Linked DNA regions of Mus musculus: all the other regions are linked to region 2. Evidence: chromatin contacts called from public HiChIP or PLAC-seq and promoter capture Hi-C data. All regions are on one chromosome and are shown on one strand. The core of a region is the stretch at or near the end of the contact, and the rest is flanking DNA. Distances in the headings are between cores, read along the strand shown. Region 1 has its middle 5.8 kb from the start of Taf8. Region 2 holds the start of Cnpy3 (canopy FGF signaling regulator 3). Region 3 holds the start of Polh (polymerase (DNA directed), eta (RAD 30 related)). Region 4 holds the start of Bysl (bystin-like).

Region 1 (3,014 bases), core at 227-2,726, 760 kb before region 2:
ATACTGGTGGTGAATTCCAAATTCCCAAGATGAAAGGTCTCTTCTTCACTCTCAGGACCTGAGACAAAAGCCTGGCAGCTTAAAACAAAAGTTTTATTGAGTTTCTTCTCCCACTCCCGGACCCCCTGCTGATGGACTTCAAGCCTGGAAGGTTTACAGGCCAATCAACCATCCTATCTTTTTTCAAATTGACCAACCCTAAATTAGGGGAGAAGGACTTTTTGAGAGACTTAAAAAGGCCTCCAGCCTTCAATTTTTTTGTTTCCCAAGTCTGCACTCTGCCTTGCAGGGTCTGTTTCTCTGTGTGTCTGCCGCATGTGTTTCCTCATTCCCAGTACCTGCCCTTCAACCGTTGGTTCTGTCTGCTGCTGTCTGCTTGCAGTCTGAGATTTCCCTCGACACTACCAGCTGCTTCCTACTTCCTAATTCTTAAAGTGGCAGAGCACATAAACCTGATCAAAACTTGTAGACCTTAAGAAAAAGACCTCAGAGCCGGGCGGTGGTGGGGCACTCCTTTAATCCCAGCACCTGGGAGGCAGAGGCAGGCAGATTTCTGAGTTCGAGGCCAGCCTGGTCTACAAAGTGAGTTCCAGGACAGCCAGGGCTACACAGAGAAACCCTGTCTCAAAAAAAAAAAAAAAAAAAAAAAAGGGTCTCAGGGCTGAAGAGAAGGCTCAGTGGTTAAGAGCACTGACTCCTCTTCTGAAGGTCCTGAGTTCAAATCCCAGCAACCACATGGTGGCTCACAACCATCTATAATGAGAGCTAATGCCCTTTTCTGGTGTGACTGGAGATAGCTACAGTGTACTTACATATAACAATAAATAGATCTTTAAAATATATATATTTAAGAAAGAAAGGAAAGAAGGAAGGAAGGAAGGAAGGAAGGAAGGAAAGGGCATCAAATCCCCTGAACTGCAGTGACAAATGGACAACTGTGAGTTGCTGGGAATTGAACCTGGGTCATCTGAAAAAACAGCCTGTGCTTTTCTGGTGTATAGGGTCTCTCTACATAGCCATGGCTGTCTGACTATGTGAACTCTCTCTGGACGCTGGTTTTCAAGATGATAAGCTGGGACAGAGGTGCACGCACATGCGCACCTAGAATTACGGTGAGAAACACTACGGAGCCCCTAAGTGGTTGTTGAAGCCACATGACCCAGAGTTCAAAGGTTTTTAGGGGTGCTTTAGGGAGAAAGTGAGGGGCTGAGACCAGAGAAGACACAGACTCCAGTCTTACTGCAGGAAAGGTGCCCTAGGTCGGCAGCAGGGACAGGGACAAGGACAGGAATTGACAGCTCTTTGAAACGCAGAGGATTTAAACTTTAAAAGTCTGTGGGCAAAATAAACACACCTACCGTTCAGCAGGGAAAGGGAAACTTGGCAGAGGTCCCAGAACTTTCCCCACCCACAATCCGCCCTAAACTTCCTCTTGTGGTTTCTCAAGGGTACAGGCTGTTCTTGCTCTACAAGTGAGGGCGGAGGGAAAGGGGCGTGCCCAGGGTTCCACTGTGCCCAGACCCTGGGAGCAGAGAGGAAGAGGTGGGAGGGCGCAGAGGAACTTTGTTTGCATTATTCATACACTTCACAACCTTAGTCCCTCACCCTCAAACCCGACATCAACACCCATCCCTTCTTAGGATCAATGCTTAGACGTTCTTTGAAAAAACAAAAAACAAAACAAAACAAAAACAACTTTTACTTATTTTACACATATGGATTTCTTGCCTACATGTAGGTATGCACACCCTGTGCATGTGTGGTGGAGACCAAGGGAGGGCTTCTGATGCCCCTGGAACTGGAGTTACAGACATTTTGAGCAGACAACTGGGTACTGGGAATTGAACCCAGGTCCTCTAGTATCTCGGCCAATGCCCTTAACCTCTGAGCCACCTCTCCAGCCCTGTAAGTTGGTCTTTCTAGTGCAGGTCTCACTTATGTAGACCAGGCTGCCCTCAAACTCAACTCACAGACACTGGCCTGGCCTGTCTCTACCTCCTGAGTACTGGGATTGCAAATTGAGTCGTGATCATAGCAGACATAGAGACCTGCCCTGGGCATCTCCAAATCTATGCAGAGAGGTCCTCGGAGAAACCAAGAGTTTCGGAGAGGAGGCAGAGAAAACAACTAGACTTCAGGAAGGCTGCCCTGTAGAGGGGCTCACATCCCTCACAGACACTGTCTCCAACTTGCAGGGAGTAGATCCAAGGGTGCTGCTTTTCATGAAGTGACACGGGAGATTCGAGGGGAGAGCACCTTAAGCTCCTCCCATTTCTATATCATCTTCTTAATCAGATTCCAAGGTCCACTGTTCTTCGTGAGACATAGGATGAGAGAGTCTAAGTCTGTCTGCAGACACTCCAGAAGAGGGAGTCAGATCTCATTACAGATGGTTTTGAGCCACCATGTGGTTGCTGGGATTTGAACTCCAGACCTTTGGAAGAGCAGTCGGGTGCTCTTACCCACTGAGCCATCTCACCAGCCCCGAGAGAGTCTGAATGTGCCTATGACAAAGCAGGTGTGGTAGGTAGCACATGCCTTTAACCCTGGCACTCTTCAGAGAGACCAGACATTCAAAGTCAGCTCACCCACATAGTTTCAGGCCAACCTGGGTTACAAGACTCAAAGGACAAATGGAACTCAGGCCGTGGCTCGTGGAGAAGGAGTTGGTGTGCATGTTAAGATCTCAGGCAGCCATGTAAAAGTGGCCAATGTTAGTAATCCAAGCACAGTGAGGTTGGACAGGGAGGGAGACAGGTGGATACCAGGGGTTGGGGCCAGGGCTTCAACAAGTGGTTGTGAGCTACCATGTGCATGCTGAGAACCGAACCTGGGTCTCCTGCAGTCGTAGTAAGTGCCCTTAACTGTTGAGCCATCTCTCTAATTCCCTGACACTCCTTTCTTGTTCCCTCTTTATAGAGATCTCTTTACCTCCTGTGCCCAAGTTTCCTCATCTGTAAAATCGAGCTCCTACTAGATGATCTAATACAGCTATTAAAGACAGACAGTGAAAC
Region 2 (2,843 bases), core at 164-2,663:
TCAAGTCCCCTGATGCTGCAGAGGCAGGAGAGAAGTGTAAATGTCCAATGCCAGGTTCCTGCCTTTTAGGAGCTCAGAATCCAAACAAATAACAAAAGAGATTGGAATACCATACAAAAAATGCTGGGATGTTTATCCATCTGTCCCACATACTTCAAGGTGGTTTTGTTTTGTTTTGTAGATATGGCCTCAAGTAGCTCAGGCTATATCTCCCTCCCCCTCACTATATAGCCAATGACAGGTTTATGCCAGCCTGGAGATGGATCACCAGGGATTTGCACATGGTAGTCAAGTGCTAGGCAAAGATCTCCCAGTGAGCAACATCCCTAAAACTAGGGATTTCTTTTTTAATTCCATTAATTCATGAATTATTGATTTGAGCTTCCCAACAGGCAAACCTCGAGATGTAGGAGGATCACTCTTTGTTTGTTTTTCGAGACAGAGTTTCTCTGTGCAGCCCTGGCTGTCCTGGAACTCACTTTGTAGACCAGGCTGGCCTCGAACTCAGAAATCTGCCTGCCTCTGCCTCCCGAGTGCTGGGATTAAAGTCGTGTGACCATGCCCGGCTAAGAGGATCACTCTTATCTGTTTATTAATCTAGTTTTCATAAGGAGAAACGCAATTACTGGATATCTGGGCTGTTGTGAGGCCCTAAGTATCTATTCGAGTGAGTGGCTGCAATAATAAGCCTTAAAAGCCGGTGTCTAGTGAGTGCTTGCAACTTTATAAAGAAAGCCATGGTTAGGGTTGATGAGTTAGGTTAGTGACTAAAGAGGGCCACCATTAAGCCTTAAGGATCCAAGTTTGAGGTCCAGAACCAACATGGTGGAAGGAGGCAACTGATTCCAGTCGTCTTCCAACCCAAAATAAATATATAAAGACTTTTTTATTAACACCTTAATGGGGGTGGGGGTGCGGGGAGAGGACCACGAGGCCCGGTGTGGAGGTGCACTTAGAGGCAGCTGGATTTCTGAATTCGAGGCCGGCCTGGTCCACGCAGTAAATTCCAGGACAGCCAAGGATACAAAGAAACCCTGTCTCGAAGAACAAAAGACAGAAAACAAGAAACAAAACCATGAAAGATAGTCCGTTATCCAGGGCTAGAATGCCCAAGGCTGGTTCATCCAAGGTATGATGAAGGTTCACCCGCTAGGAACTGATGCTCCAGCTACTGAGCCTCCTTTAGCTGGCAGTGATATCGCTATAGGGCGCCAAAGCCACCATCCGCTCTCTGATTGGCTGAGATGGGAAAAAAAAAAGATAGTTCCTCTCATTGGCTATAAAGCAGACGCCGAGCGAACCCATTGGTTGCGTCGCCCGCGGGCCTTGGTCGGTTTCGCAAGCCGCTAGAGGCTACCGGGCGTGGGGCGGGCCGGAGCTCGCCGTTGCCGTGGTTACCCAGAGGCACGTGCGCAGTCCCGGAAGCGGCCGGGGGAAGCTGCTCCGCGCGCGCTGCCGGAGGAAGCGCCGCCGGGTCCGCTCTGCTCTGGGTCCGGCTGGGCCATGGAGTCCATGTCTGAGCTCGCGCCCCGCTGCCTCTTATTTCCTTTGCTGCTGCTGCTTCCGCTGCTGCTCCTTCCTGCCCCGAAGCTAGGCCCGAGTCCCGCCGGGGCTGAGGAGACCGACTGGGTGCGATTGCCCAGCAAATGCGAAGGTGAGGGGGCGGGGCCGCGGGGCGTAGCCAAGCCCGAGGGGCGGGAGGGGGCGGGGCCTGTGGGAAGGGTCTGGGCCTGGCAGGACCTGGGCTGGGGTCTCCTTGGCCCTGCTGTGTGCTTTGCGGCAATGCTGGGTGCTGTGACTCTCGGATAACCTGGAGATCCCTGCTTTTGGGCGAATCCGGGGGTAGTTGCTCATCAAGACTAGAGGTGGGGGTGGAGGGAAGGCTTCATACAGGAAGCCTGCTGCGAAATGAAGAGTTGGCCAGGGAAAGCATGGCGTGCAGAGGAACTCACTCCGCAGAAACCACAGAAACAGAGGCAGATGAGGAGGCCCTGCCGGCCTAGAAGCCAGAGGGCGAATTTGAGGAACTGAAAAGGTCCATATGACGTAGAAAAGGGAACCTGAAAATTTTCCCGTGGTGCTTTCACTACAACCTAATTTGTGTATGGTTTTGGCTTCTTGAGAACAGGTACTGAGTTGCAAATATTTATTGGCAGACCAAAAAAAAAAAGGGGGGGGGCTTTACATAGGATTATATGGAGGGGCGGTGAGTGTATGTGGAGAGAAGAGACTCACACTCAAAGGATCAAGAGGTCACTTTTTTGAAAGCATCGAGCGCAGAGGAGACTGAAGTGAAGGAGGTAGATTTTAAAAATCGAAGGACAAGGAACTGAGACCTCTCTTTTGCCCTGCTCATCATTGCTCAGTTTCCTCTCAGACCTTTGCAGCCATCGACCTTCTTTCTAAGTCCTCGAAGGCCCCCCTCCCCCGAGTATTCTGGATATCCATTTTATGCACCAAGCAGATGTACACAGGCCAGATGTTCCCTAAGCACTGGATGCTGGGCTGGTGGTTTGGGACACATTAATCCTCCCATTTGAGCTGTTAAATGTGTGGCGAATGGGGGCAGGGGACTCGGCTCAGTGGGTAGAGTGATTGCCAGAGGATCTGAGTTCAGATCCCCAAGACAGATATAAAAAGCCAGACGCTGCAATGTTTGTGCACCCCTGATCCCCGCACCTCCGCACCTAAAGAGATGCACAGGAGACCAGCCAGTCCAACCAAATGATCACGCTCCAGGTTCAAGTGAGAAACCTTGTCTGAAAAACAAAAGATGAAGAACAGTATCAGAAAGGAACTCTGGCCTCCATGTGCATATCCACATATCCACACACGTGTGTGCA
Region 3 (3,105 bases), core at 423-2,922, 550 kb after region 2:
TCAGTCTCTTCCTCCCCTCCACCTGGATTCCAGTCCTCAGCCATAAACAGGCACCAAAAGCTCCACCCTCTATGCCATCTCCCAGGGCTCTTCTGCTTACTTTGTCTGAGAGAGGAGGTCTTACTAAGTCACTCTGATAGCTGCCTGACTTTGTATCCCCTGCCTTAGTCTTCCCAGTAGCAGGGGTTACCTGCTGTCCTTTTAGCTGTATTTTTAAGATGCGAAAATCTAGATTAGTAATACTGACACTCTCCATTTAGATATTAGTCATGTTAATACTAAACTGGATCTAAGAGAGTACAAAAAAAAATGCTAGAGATATACCCATACAAGTTGAATGTCAACCCCTAGAATTAGCTTTCAAAACTAAGGGTGCCAGGAGGAGTCAGTGAACAAGCAAATCTGTGTATCATCTGAGTTTAGGTCACAGGCCTATTCGGGATCACTCTGGTGCTCTGTTTCTTTGCCTATGTAAAATTCTTCACAATCAAAGACAAAGCAAACAGAGTTGTTTGATTCCAAATCCTGTGCCACATACATCTATATGTTGGCGCTTACTCTAATAGAGAGAAGCTCTGTTGAAGGTATTAGCGTTCCCAAATAGCAAAAGCTGAACTAGACCCTGGCGCAGAGAGCACCCGGGACGCAAGAGAATTACTTCCAGGAAACCAAAGTGCCCCGGTGCAAATAAATGCAAAGCCGGTGGTAAAGCTCGTCTTCGCGCAAAAACAGCCGGAGACTATCTCACAGGTATAAACGAGGAAGGAGCGTCACAAATTAGCCCAGAGATGGCCAAGACTCGAAAGATAGAGGTATGTAAGGATGTAAGAAAATGGACACACGGGGATCTAGAATCAGCACAAGTCTGGAGTGATCAGCAGGGAAGAATGAAGGTGGCACTGGGGCAGGAATTTGCACGTGCGCTCCCGGAACGCCAGGGAATGTGGGGTTTGCCCCGGCGTCAGAGCCGGCACAGCCTGCGTGGGTGGAGACCGCGGTGTGATCTAGAGTGAAGAGAAGTGAGGAGTGGGCAAAAAAGCCACTGAGACATGGCGAGGAGATGTGCAACAGTTAGGGACCCTTGCGTGTGATGCAAAGGCAAGCGCGCAGGCAAGAAAAGACTCAAGTGGGAGGAGGTGAGGGCCGCGACCAGAAGCCACCCTCCCCACGGGCAGTGGGAAGATCAAAGGCCGCATAGGCAGGAGACAAACTGAGTTTGGAGAGGCCGTGAGGGAAGCCTGGGATAGGGTTCTCGGGGCAGGCCCAGGCCGCCAGGACCCCAGCTACCTTGAGGGCTTCCAGCCGGTAGCGCTGGGTAGAGCTGGGGTCCATCATGACCGTCACCGCTTTCACTAGCTCCTCGCACAGCGCGTTCACTTGCTCCATCTCCATGGCTAGAGCCGGGAACCCCACCGGCGTCCCGGGAGCACGAGGTTACGCACAGTTCCCCTGGCGGGACCACACGTTGATACCGGGCCGCGGCGGGCTGGGGGTGGGGAAACGGGAGGGAGGAGCGTGAGTCCCAGAAGTTGGAGCTGGGAAGAACCCAGCGCTGCGCATGCGCCGGAGCCGCCACGGCGCATGCGCGCGCGGAAGTGGCCGCTTCGGGTGACGGCCGCGCCTGGCGGGGCGGGGCTGGGGAACGGAAGTTCCGCGGTGCGCAGGCGCGTCAACCGTCCCTCGCGGCGCGCGCGGTGCTGAACTCCAAATTTCCTCTGGGCTTGCTGTGGGGCGTAAACCTGCAGGCTGGAAGGGCTGTTGGCTCGGCGGGAGCCTAGGGCTACCTACTCGGATCTGTGTTATCAGATTACACTCACTTGCTCCTGGGAAGGCGACGACGACATCTAGACGCTGTCATTGGACTCCGCCCGGAGCCCGCAGCTTCGCTCTTGGCAGTTTTGACAGGTGTCGCCTTGGTAAGGACATTAAAACACGGCTCGGGATCGCTATATCGGATGGCTTTTGAAGCCTTGGCTGTCGCTTTTACTTGGGGGTGACTGGGCCGAAATGAAAAGCATGCTTACTGGGAGAGAAGGCTCTAAGAGTGTCTCTAAGGAGAGTTTTCTTGTAGAAAGAGTTTTTCTTGTAATTTTTAAACCTTCCTCTTCACTGGTCCATATTTTCTCGTGCGTCTTACTACACGACCGACTCCCAAACGTGCTTTTGTACAGAATGGGATGAACTGAGATGTTGGAAAACGCATCCCAACTATACCTCTGGGAGGCTGAGGCAGGAGGATTGCTTCCAGTTTGAGGCCAGACTGAGCTGCAAAGTGAGACCCTGCCTCACGAAACAAAACCCATCCCAAATTTACGTAGTCTTTTACGTTTTGGCATTGTGCAGACTTTGCCAATACATAAAAGTACGAAAGGAACACATAAAAGACTTAAGGCTGTATCATCTCTTATCCTGCATATGTTTTAGGAGGTGTTTTTCCACTTAGTAAATTGTTGCCCTTAAATCACAGCTTCGCTTCCAGTTTTACCTCTGATATTTATATTGAATATGGTACTTATCCTGTATTGATTGCGACAATACATTTGCCACCTTCTAGCTTTATCTGTTCCAGTACTACAGAAAAGCCACGCCAGAGCACAAGGACGCCTGACTTAAGTGTAAAAGGTTTCTAAACGTACGATCATTTTGTTTTAGGTGAGGGGCGAGATTTGTAAGGTGTTAATGCTTTGAACATTCAGTATCTTCTTAATTATTTTCTTTACAGTAATTTTGCAGCTTTGTAGTAGTAGTTGCTTGGCACTGTTTTCAATGTGATTGTTTATTTGAAAAATAACTGTTTAAAGTTACAGTTGGGTGCTAGCTCACTCATCTGTATAACCTGTTTCTTGTATTTAAATCATGAATTTCCTGTGTTTCTGTAAAGTATTATTTGTGATAGGCCATTGGTATGCAAAGCTACTGCACATTGGAATTGTCTCGAGAGCCTTTAAGACTGTCTGCGTCATCTCAGCGTTTGGTGGGAGGAGCAAGCAGCTCGGGGCTCATCCTTGGATGCAGAGCAAGTTTTGAGGCCGATTTGGACTACATGGCATTCAGAACCATTCTTGAAAACAAAAAAAGAAATTGCACAAATAGAAAATCACTAAA
Region 4 (3,084 bases), core at 150-2,649, 860 kb before region 2:
CAGGTAACGGATCAGCAGGGCTAGGAGTTACTTAGACATCTCTGATCCCCACCCATCAGTCCCCAAGAGTTCCTGGAACTCACTTGGTAGACCAGGCTGGCCTGGAATTCACAGAAACTTGCCTGACTCTGCCTCCCAAATGTTGGAATCAAAGGCATCAGCCCTCAGATGGATTGCCTGACTCTTCCAAAGGCCCCAGGAAAGGCCCTGTCCTGTATCAACTTACTGCAAACAGGGAAACTGAACTCTAAATGACTCTGCTGTGATCTGTCTTCATTGCTCACAGGCATTCTTTACAGTAGGGTAGAAGTATGAGATGAGGCTCCTAGTGTCAACTGTGGCAAGAGCCTTCCTTTCACAGGGCAGACCTGTGGCCCCTGGCCTCCAAGCTTCTTTAACTGGAAAGAAGCACACCACTACCAAGACTTTTAAGTGCTGAGGCCGAGTACTTTAAAATTAATACCCAGAAAAGCACGGTGCCCAAACCTTACCAACTGCCTTTTTATCAAGTGAGACTTCAAACATGTTTAAGATAAAAGTCAATCAAAACTGTCTGAAGCCCAGGCGATGGTGGCTCGCGTCCGTTTCATCCGTGCGCTTGAGAGGCAGAGAGAGGCAGGTGGATCTCTGTGAATTCGAGTCCAGCCTGTTCTACAGAGTGAGTTCCGGGCCTCCCAAGCCTACACAGTGAGACACCCAGCTCGAAAAATTGTCTCTGCCTGGTACTCCGAACTCCAAACTCCCAACCGCTCCTTTCCTCCTACCTCTGTCACTAGCCCCAACACCTTAAAATGGCCAATTCAAAGTCTGTAACTGCAAGCAAAATAGAAAAGTCACTTTCTCCTCGCGCCACTCTTATCCCTTTCTGCGAACAACTCCTAATCTAGAAACCCTATTTCTAACCTTTGGGTGCTAGTAGCGACACTACAAGGCCTCAAGGACAGGAAGAGGTACCAAGAAAAAGGTACAACTCCTGGCGGGTCCTAGGGATGCGCTGCTCCCTTTGCCAAAGGGGTGTGTCTGGGAAGAGAGAAGTCCCACGCAGTGTCCCCCATCCACACAACCGGAAGACATCTTGGTCAGCCCCCCGAGGAACCGAGAACCTCGGTCAAAATCCCTTTCCCCGGGCCATCACAGGCCCACAGACACCTTCACGACCCTATATGCTCCGTCACCACAGAAGCCCTTCAAGTCCTACCACGTCACTCCCATAGCGAAGGATCAAAAGGTGGCGCCTCCAAACCCTCGAACTCAGAGACTCCAGACCTTCACGCGAACGGCGGCCCCCTAAACACAGGAAGCAGTCGTTGATCGACCGCCGGAAATGCGCAAATACTGAGCGCCGCGGCGACACGCCCACAGGGAGCGCCATCTCTGGTACCCAGTGGTGACATTTCTAGAACGTCATCGACTCGGCTCCGCCCCCAAGGCGTCCAACGGGTTGACAGGACGCCCTAGGCTACTTTCATGAATTCTGGAAAAGGGTGACTTGGACATCCACCTTTCTAATGAGATTACCTGAGAATTTGGGGGCTCCTGCTATAGGTCCCGAAGCTCTTCCTGAGAGTAATAGATGAGGAACTTCCGGCCTCCTAACGCTGGGGGGCACTGTGATCTCTCAGTGGCCTCTTGGCGATCGGAACACACAGCGCAAGCGCAGTATCGGCTTTTTAGCCGGCTTCACACGTGTGAACCTGGTGGGCAATTTTTTCGGCCAAAATGCCCAAATTCAAGGTGACACGTGGGGCCAGCAATCGGGAGAAGCATGCACCTCTGGCCGAGCAGATCCTGGCTGGGAACGCAGTGCGCGCGGGGACCCGAGAAAAACGGCGGGGGCGTGAGGTCGAAGAGGAGGAAGAGTATGTGGGACCCCGGCTAAGCAGACGGATTTTGCAGCAAGCCAGACAACAGCAGGAGGAGCTCGAAACTGACCATGGGGCTGGTGATCGGTCAGCACCACCGCGAGAGCGCGCCACGCGGCTGGGTGAGTGACAAGGGGTGGAGTCGTGAGTTGGGCCGGTCTGACACCCCATCAGAATACTTTACCGGCGTGTTCCTCCACTTCCACTCCTGAATTCCAGAATTCAGAGTTAAGCCAACGAAAAGTGATCTCTCACACCAGTTCTAGCATTATTTTATTTTAGGTTTTTTTCGAGACAGGGTTTCTCTGTATAGCCCTGGCTGTCCTGGAACTCACTTTGTAGACCAGGCTGGCCTCGAACTCATAAAGCTGCCTGCCTCTGCCTCCCAAGTAAAGGCGGGTACCACCACCACCTGGTGGTCTAGCATTTATTTATTTATCCTCTGGGCGTTTGAAGTATTTGTGGACTGCCTGCATAATGTTTTGAGCTGTGTTAAGTTTTTAGGCAGTTTTGATACAGAAATAAGATATTCGTTCCTCCTGATAACACCGGAAGTCTAGCTCAAGGCACCCATTAAATAGAGTTACATATTCCAAGCAGGAGTGGCGAGGCTCACCTGTAATCCCAGCACTCGAGAAGCAAGGCAGAAGACCTTCTTGGCTATATAGTAAATTTCAGATTAACGAGCCCTGTCTCTCAAGAGAGAGGAAAAAAGTGATGATATTTCTATTTAAACAAAAAAGCAGATGAACATTAATTCTACATGGTGGGTATCCCAGATTTCATGTCCTTCGAATAAGACCTGAAAAGCAAGTGGGGACTGTCCCTGTCCCAGCGACAGGGGAGGGGAAACAGTATTGTTTACGGGCTAAAAGGGGGAAGAGGGGTGGGTACTGCCACCTGTCTCACTGGGGAGGAATTGTTGTTCACCTCCCAGTTGCTTAATCTTCCATTCTTATTTCTCCTAAAAAGCAATATTGACACATTTGAACATGGTTTTGGGCCTACAGCAGCTTTTTCTGTTTCTTTTAGTTTTTTTTAAAGTAAGGGCTCATGGAGCCTGGGATGGCATCTAATGCTGTAGGGGAGGCTGACCTTGAACTCCTGATCTTGCCTCTGTTTTCCATGTGGTGGCATGATAGGTGGGTGACACCACACCTGCCCTTAAAATAACTTTTTTTTTTTAACTCTGAGACTGAGTCTCGTTAAGTTGTTCAGGCTG

What was found. Promoter capture Hi-C pulls out the DNA fragments that hold promoters and counts their contacts. HiChIP or PLAC-seq counts read pairs in DNA pulled down with a chosen protein or histone mark.
Region 1: a contact with region 2 is called in a promoter capture Hi-C map of erythroid cells, with 6 times the contacts expected there. The contact joins the enhancer-like site here to the promoter of Cnpy3 in region 2. A contact is called at or near these places in 5 of 39 promoter capture datasets (erythroid cells, hippocampal neurons, liver and 1 more), 1 of 115 datasets of contacts at active chromatin or transcription factors (stem cell-derived neural progenitor cells) and 1 of 9 other capture datasets (adipose tissue).
Region 3: an H3K4me3 HiChIP or PLAC-seq map of the SCID.adh cell line shows a contact between it and region 2, with 9 read pairs. The contact joins the promoter of Polh here to the promoter of Cnpy3 in region 2. A contact is called at or near these places in 6 of 39 promoter capture datasets (the C10 cell line, the HPC-7 cell line, hippocampal neurons and 2 more), 4 of 115 datasets of contacts at active chromatin or transcription factors (the SCID.adh cell line, astrocytes and embryonic stem cells) and 1 of 9 other capture datasets (macrophages).
Region 4: a contact with region 2 is called in an H3K4me3 HiChIP or PLAC-seq map of bone marrow-derived macrophages, with 4 times the contacts expected there. The contact joins the promoter of Bysl here to the promoter of Cnpy3 in region 2. A contact is called at or near these places in 2 of 39 promoter capture datasets (embryonic stem cells and liver), 1 of 484 Hi-C or Micro-C datasets (B cells) and 2 of 115 datasets of contacts at active chromatin or transcription factors (astrocytes and bone marrow-derived macrophages).

What each region holds. Positions count from the first base shown.
Region 1 is chr17:47,506,578-47,509,591 of GRCm38.p6, reverse strand. It overlaps a transcript of Ccnd3 not described here. Among named protein-coding and RNA genes, the nearest start is that of Taf8, 5.8 kb to the right of the region's middle. Within about 2 kb of position 1,476, at least 284 of the 459 cell types and tissues checked have an H3K27ac peak or open chromatin away from gene starts, as enhancers often do. A contact at or near this core is called in adipose tissue, erythroid cells, liver and 1 more, where this site is marked.
Region 2 is chr17:46,750,784-46,753,626 of GRCm38.p6, reverse strand. It overlaps Cnpy3 (canopy FGF signaling regulator 3), which reads left to right and starts at 1,413. Exons shown (of 6, transcript NM_028065.4): 1 at 1,413-1,654. The coding sequence starts at 1,504.
Region 3 is chr17:46,201,208-46,204,312 of GRCm38.p6, reverse strand. It overlaps Polh (polymerase (DNA directed), eta (RAD 30 related)), which reads left to right and starts at 1,672. Exons shown (of 11, transcript NM_030715.4): 1 at 1,672-1,916. It overlaps Xpo5 (exportin 5), which reads right to left and starts at 1,502. Exons shown (of 32, transcript NM_028198.3): 1 at 1,288-1,502. The coding sequence starts at 1,392.
Region 4 is chr17:47,609,807-47,612,890 of GRCm38.p6, reverse strand. Bysl (bystin-like) reads left to right here and starts at 1,399. Exons shown (of 7, transcript NM_016859.3): 1 at 1,399-1,984. The coding sequence starts at 1,720. It overlaps Gm20517 (predicted gene 20517), which reads right to left and starts at 1,306. Exons shown (of 9, transcript NR_157366.1): 1 at 1,199-1,306. Med20 (mediator complex subunit 20) reads right to left here and starts at 1,306. Exons shown (of 4, transcript NM_020048.4): 1 at 1,199-1,306. The coding sequence starts at 1,212.